Regions from separate parts of the Salmo salar genome. Here region 1 is linked to region 2. A link is a contact called in public Hi-C data. All regions are on one chromosome and are shown on one strand. Each heading gives the region's core, a stretch centred on a gene start, on an enhancer-like site or on the middle of the called end of the contact. The rest is flanking DNA. Distances are from core to core; before and after follow the strand shown. Region 1 holds the start of LOC106612391 (fukutin-related protein). Region 2 has its middle 16 kb from the start of egln2.

The links. A called contact is a pair of places that touch in the nucleus more often than the background predicts.
Region 1: a Hi-C map of gill shows a contact between it and region 2, with 3 times the contacts expected there. The contact joins the promoter of LOC106612391 here to the enhancer-like site in region 2. A contact is called at or near these places in 2 of 3 Hi-C or Micro-C datasets (gill and muscle).

The regions. Positions count from the first base shown.
Region 1 is chrssa09:115,978,902-115,981,601 of Ssal_v3.1, forward strand. It overlaps LOC106612391 (fukutin-related protein), which reads right to left and starts at 1,310. Exons shown (of 2, transcript XM_014213480.1): 1 at 1,226-1,310; 2 at 1-446. The coding sequence starts at 292. LOC106612402 (striatin, calmodulin binding protein 4) reads left to right here and starts at 1,299. Exons shown (of 18, transcript XM_014213497.2): 1 at 1,299-1,814. The coding sequence starts at 1,533.
Region 2 is chrssa09:115,879,774-115,882,473 of Ssal_v3.1, forward strand. No RefSeq gene overlaps it. Among protein-coding and RNA genes, the nearest start is that of egln2, 16 kb to the left of the region's middle. Within about 2 kb of position 1,373, at least 9 of the 13 cell types and tissues checked have an H3K27ac peak or open chromatin away from gene starts, as enhancers often do. A contact at or near this core is called in gill and muscle, where this site is marked.

The sequences.
Region 1 (2,700 bases), core at 60-2,559, 99 kb after region 2:
CGACGTAGTTCTCAAAGTCCTCAAACTCCCGTAGGAGGATAGTCACACGAGGGCCGCGGCTGTTCCCCTCTCCCCCGACACCTCCAGCGCCAACCATCCCCGCGCCAACCCCTACCAGGCCCCCCATGCCGCCCTCCAGCCCGGAAGCAGGTAAGGCAGCCTTCCTGGAGCCGCTTCCTGGGTCCCGGCGTTTCTCCATCATCTGCTGCTGGGCTTGGGACACATAGTAGAGGATGAGCAGGTTCAGAGCGATGGCTCCAGTCAGAAGGCCCTGGCAGAAACTCACCCGCATGGCACCTCTTGCTGCGCTCGTCTGGCTCAGGGAAAGGAGAAGGTATAGGATGGAGCTATCTATTCAGAAAGCCTGTCCATAAATATCAGGACCCCATCAGTAAAGAGCTACTGCCTATGTGCATCAGAAGAGTAATGGCCAGCTGCTGGAATAGCTGAAATACACAGAAAACACAGGAATTTAAAATGAGTCCTAAAAAAAGAGTGGTTCTAAGCACTTCAGATGGCTGTGATAGGCTTTAGAGGCTGAAGTCTAGTTTATTACATTATATTCAAACGTCAAGGTACTTGGTGCAGTGTGCCTCCCATACATGGACTGGATTGCCCTAGTTCTCCTCAGCCAATACTTTGACCTAGATTGTAACCTTAACTATAAATTGCAGCCAAGTGAGCTACAGAGATGCTTCAAATTGATGTTCCATTTAAGTACAGGCCTATGCTCCCTTCTAGAATTGGTACCGTAGGCTATCAAGTATTGCTACAGCAATAATACCACATTTCCAGTAGCTAGAATTGTGTCTGCATAATGCAATGTACACCTATACTGCATGGCGCCTATGCAACCATGATCATTCTCAATCATTTCATATACATCATTTCATATAGACCACACCATAAATGACCCCTATAAACGCTTCATATGCACAACTCGTTTGTCTTCAAATGTGAATCACGTTCCCCCGTTATATAGCCTAACATTCTCCCAATCGTTCGAATGAAACAGCATACAAACCATAATGCACGTAACGTTACATCGAATTCGCTCGCTGTGTGGAAAGGTGGCTGAGCTAAGCGCAACATGAAGACACCGCCAGTGCAATAGCTCCTACTTACAGTGTAAAATATGAATGTTACACCGACAAATTAACTAAAGTAGTGTTAATATACTGAGAGTTTTAGATTAGTATCAACACCGCGGTGCGTAACGTTATACCCTTGCTTTGCTGTTTCGGAAACGATCACAGGGAGCTTGCGTGAGATCACAATATGGCAGGAAGCGACGGCCCTGGTTACTGTAATGGGACAGAAAAAAAAACGATTCCCGTCGACGCTGTAGTAGATTTGCACTTAGCTCATTTTTTGGCACCGTTTCTCCATGGGAGTTCTTGCGTTTCCTCTTTACGTGAGAGAGGAAGAAAGAAGGGTAGAGTGTTAAGTGCTGGGTTTGTGAGGGACGGGGCTGTTATTATCGTCGCTGCTTGTTTCCACCTCCCTGTCCTGGCGAAAGCTCAAGCGCTAAAATGGAGGCGGAAAGATCCGGCGGAGTAGCAGGGGGAACGAACCAGAACTCTGGAGGCAGCGGCGTGGGGCGCAACCCGAACGGGCCGAAATCAGTACTCGGGCAGGCGACAACAGCAGCGGCGGCAGCCGCCGGAGCGATGGCTGGATCGTCGCAGCCTCGAGAACCACAAGACGGCGACGCAGGCCTATCGCTTCCTGGGATCTTGCACTTTATCCAGTTCGAATGGGGACGCTTCCAGACCGAGAAATATCGTTGGGAAGCCGAGAGAGATGAACTCCGGGTAATTATAGTGTTATCATCTAGCTATAGCTATGTAGACTTTGTATTACTAGCTAGTTAAGATTTTAGAAAAAAAAGCTAGCCTAGCGTTGCCAACATCCCACAGAAGTCACGACCGCTCCTCAATACTTTCCCCAATCGGACAGAATTACGGTCCACATAATCACGAATCTATTTACCCTATGCTCCTGGATATCAGTTCCAAAGCTTGTTTTGCGATCAAAGCAAACCCAATATTTGGGGGTTCCAAAAAATGTCACCGTTCTTGACTAGTCTAAAACACTGTGTTGTGAATGTATTTAATGTATTGCATCAATCACAGGACTTTCAATGATCCGTGTGTTTCACATTGAGGCGCAGTCACTGTCAGAGCCACACGCTGATCCCAACGCAGCCAGACATGTATTCGACATTGTCTAATTATAGCGGATCACACAGGTGGCGGTGTCAATAGGCTTTGTAGAGTTGCTCCAACGGTAATTAACGCCAGATGGTTGGACTCCGCTGTTTTTCAACCCCTTCGTGGTTTCTGTTTTTCTCTGTGCGAGATTACGGTGGGTCACGTGACTCACTGTCAATTACAACAGGGATTCAGTAATGCGTTTGTAAATCCCGGAGCCGCGCGCGCGCACACACACACACACACACACACACACACACACACACACACACACACACACACACACACACACACACAAATACCGATGACGTAATGCGGTTCTTCCGCCGTTTACACACGTTCACATGTACACTCTTGCCTGCCTGGGGAGTGCAAAGCGTGTTTTTTTCCCCCTCATTGCTTTCCCCATTATGTGGCCTTTCTCCTGTCAGCACGTTTAACTATAAGGATGCTGAATGAACATGAGCTGATGAAATACGAGTTTGCT
Region 2 (2,700 bases), core at 123-2,622:
ATAGGCCTACACACTACTTTATAAAATACATCTATGCAAGGTTATATGTATTATATTTAAAGAAGGGGGAAGGGTGGGGGAATGTTTGATATTGAATTTTGTTTTCTTTATTCTGTCAAAGCCATTTCAGGAACTGAAACAAGTGCACCAAGATATACCAAACATTGAATTAAGTATAGTCTACCATTCATTCTCCAGCCTGACGCTTAGTCACATGGAAAACCCCCCAAATATGTAATGGACAGATTTTGTAAATAGTTGCATTCAAAGAACTAACGTTGATGATTGGCTTTAGGCTGCAGCCTGGCAGTGTTGACAGAATGGACAATGTACCCAGCAGTGTGCCCACCCACAGTCCTTGGCAGTGCCCCCTGCAAGTTCTTGAACCACCAACACAATATTAGAGGTCAGCCAGTTCGATACTATTTAAATTACTCGTTCTGTCTTTCACTTTGGGTAATGCCTTGTTAGGGGCGGAGTCTAGGAAGTTCCAATCACACAACGTCTGTCATAGACCACTCTACTTCCTATATAATGGGCCATAGTCCTTTCCCATCCTCACTTCTTTCGTCTTCCTCACGGATTGAAATAAAATCCTCTACTCTTTTCAGCATCAACTTGGACCTCTGCTTTCCTGCTAACACAGGTGAACCGTCAAAGACTCTGCCACCGAGTGTAGCACAACAGCTTCTAATCGAGAGGATTGAGCTCGCAAGAAAGCTACTTCTCAGTCTCTGGCTCAGCTAGCGCCACATGGCTAGCTCTCACCCTACCAGCCTGCTTAGCTACCTGCTTCGTGCTGCTTATTCCCATCAAGGTGGAAGAAAGGAAATAGACTTTTGAGATTCGGTTAGCCAGGAATGGTCCGTTTTTATGGAGGTGGGGGCCACTAAAATTTGAACTCATCATGAGGGGCTGCAGTGGCTCGCGGGTCTGTGTACACACATTCATACTGACTCTGTCAGAGCCAGCACTAGCCTTTTTGGGGGCCATAAGCAAAATTTGGTTGGGCAGTGGAGAAAGAAAATACATTTTTTTAGAGTTAGTTTCTTGCAATTCTATACTTTTTGTCATGGGGCGGAGAGAAATTTTGCAGTTTTTAATATTATATCTGAGTGGAAGTGACTAACAAAATCAATGGTGTCCCTCCGGTTGGTAATTCGACCATGATTAAAAGTTCAGATAGCTGGCCGCTAGACTAATTTACCAATCTAAAATTGTTTTGCATATAGAGCAACGCCAACTAGTGGTGCTCTCCAGCTGATTGTGTGCCATTTACGACAGGCTTGTAGCCCACTCTACGGACTCATAGCTACCGCTACCAGGCGAAGCTAACCAGCTAGCTCACCTAAGACTTACGCCATTTGCTTTGTCTTCAACAAACAGTGTACTACAGTAGCAATAGCGAGGCAATTGGCCTACAGGGAGAACAATAGCTAGTTAATGCCAGGACTAGCCCCGCAGCTACCGCCTGCAAGTACACGCTTAGAGCTAGCTCTTTCTGCTTTTATACTTACACTGGGTAGCAGTACTTCTCCCCTAGTTTAGCTACCCAGTGCCCTCGCTGGCTAGGCTAACTGGTTATGCCTCTCGGTACTACATTCATGGGAGATTTTTAGCCTGTAAGAGCCACAGTGCTCTTTGGCTAAGGAAGTGCTAACTACAGTTAGGCGTTTAGTCCACTAGGCTACTACTAGTCAACTGAGCTGCAGGGACCCCACGGTCAGGCTTTGAGTAGCTCACGTATAATGCGTCAAAACCTTCTCTCCCAGAGTTATGCCTACTGCTTTTCCCCGTACTGGGCAAACTAAGCCAAGCACTCGAATTCCTGCTATTATTAGCTAGGTTTAAAGGGAAGGGTTAGGAGTAGTATACAAACCCGGTTTAGGGGAATGGGTAAATAACTTTATTAAAAATAGGAAGTTGGGGATGGAAACTACTGGGAGCGGAGTGGTGGTTTGCTATTTTTGAAAAGTGGGATTCATATTTATAGTTATTGTTGACGTTTTTTGTTTCCATTGAGTTCTGTGGAAAAGAAAACATACAGTGCAGTAAAACTGGCGTTTAGGTTGTTAAAATGTCAGCTTCTATTGCAGTGCCTAAAGATGGGAGCAGACTGAGGCCCCTTATATAAGTGGAGTGGTCCACTATTGGCTGTTGCTCTTGTCGGTCTATGACAGACGTTGTGCGAATGGATCTTCCTAGACTCTTATCTTTGAAAACATCCCAAAATAAATGATTAAATAATGTAAAGGAAAAAACCTGTCAAAATTTTCATGAGGAAACAAAGGATGGAACACACCTGTTCCCATAAATAATTCTTCCCACAGCTTCCTGTTCCCTGTAGCGTTCCAACTGGAATGTGACTTACAGTATCTGTTTGTGATGAAAAAAACACTAGCCATGGCATATTGTTACATTGTAACAACCTACCTAAACGATTCACTTCTATCTTATAACTGAAAGAAAATGATCTGGTTTTGTATACGTCTATGGAAACAAAGTAACAGATAAGTGCACATATTTTGATTGTATAATGTGGACTACATATTGACCGACACTTATCTGTACCACTTTTTTTCTGGAGCAGGAAATACATTGTATCAGTCACCAAGTTCACTGCTCCCTATACAGCTGCACTGGAGTCCCCAAGCCTGCGTTTCACTGAGGGGTGCTTCTCTGCACGTATACCCCCCTTTC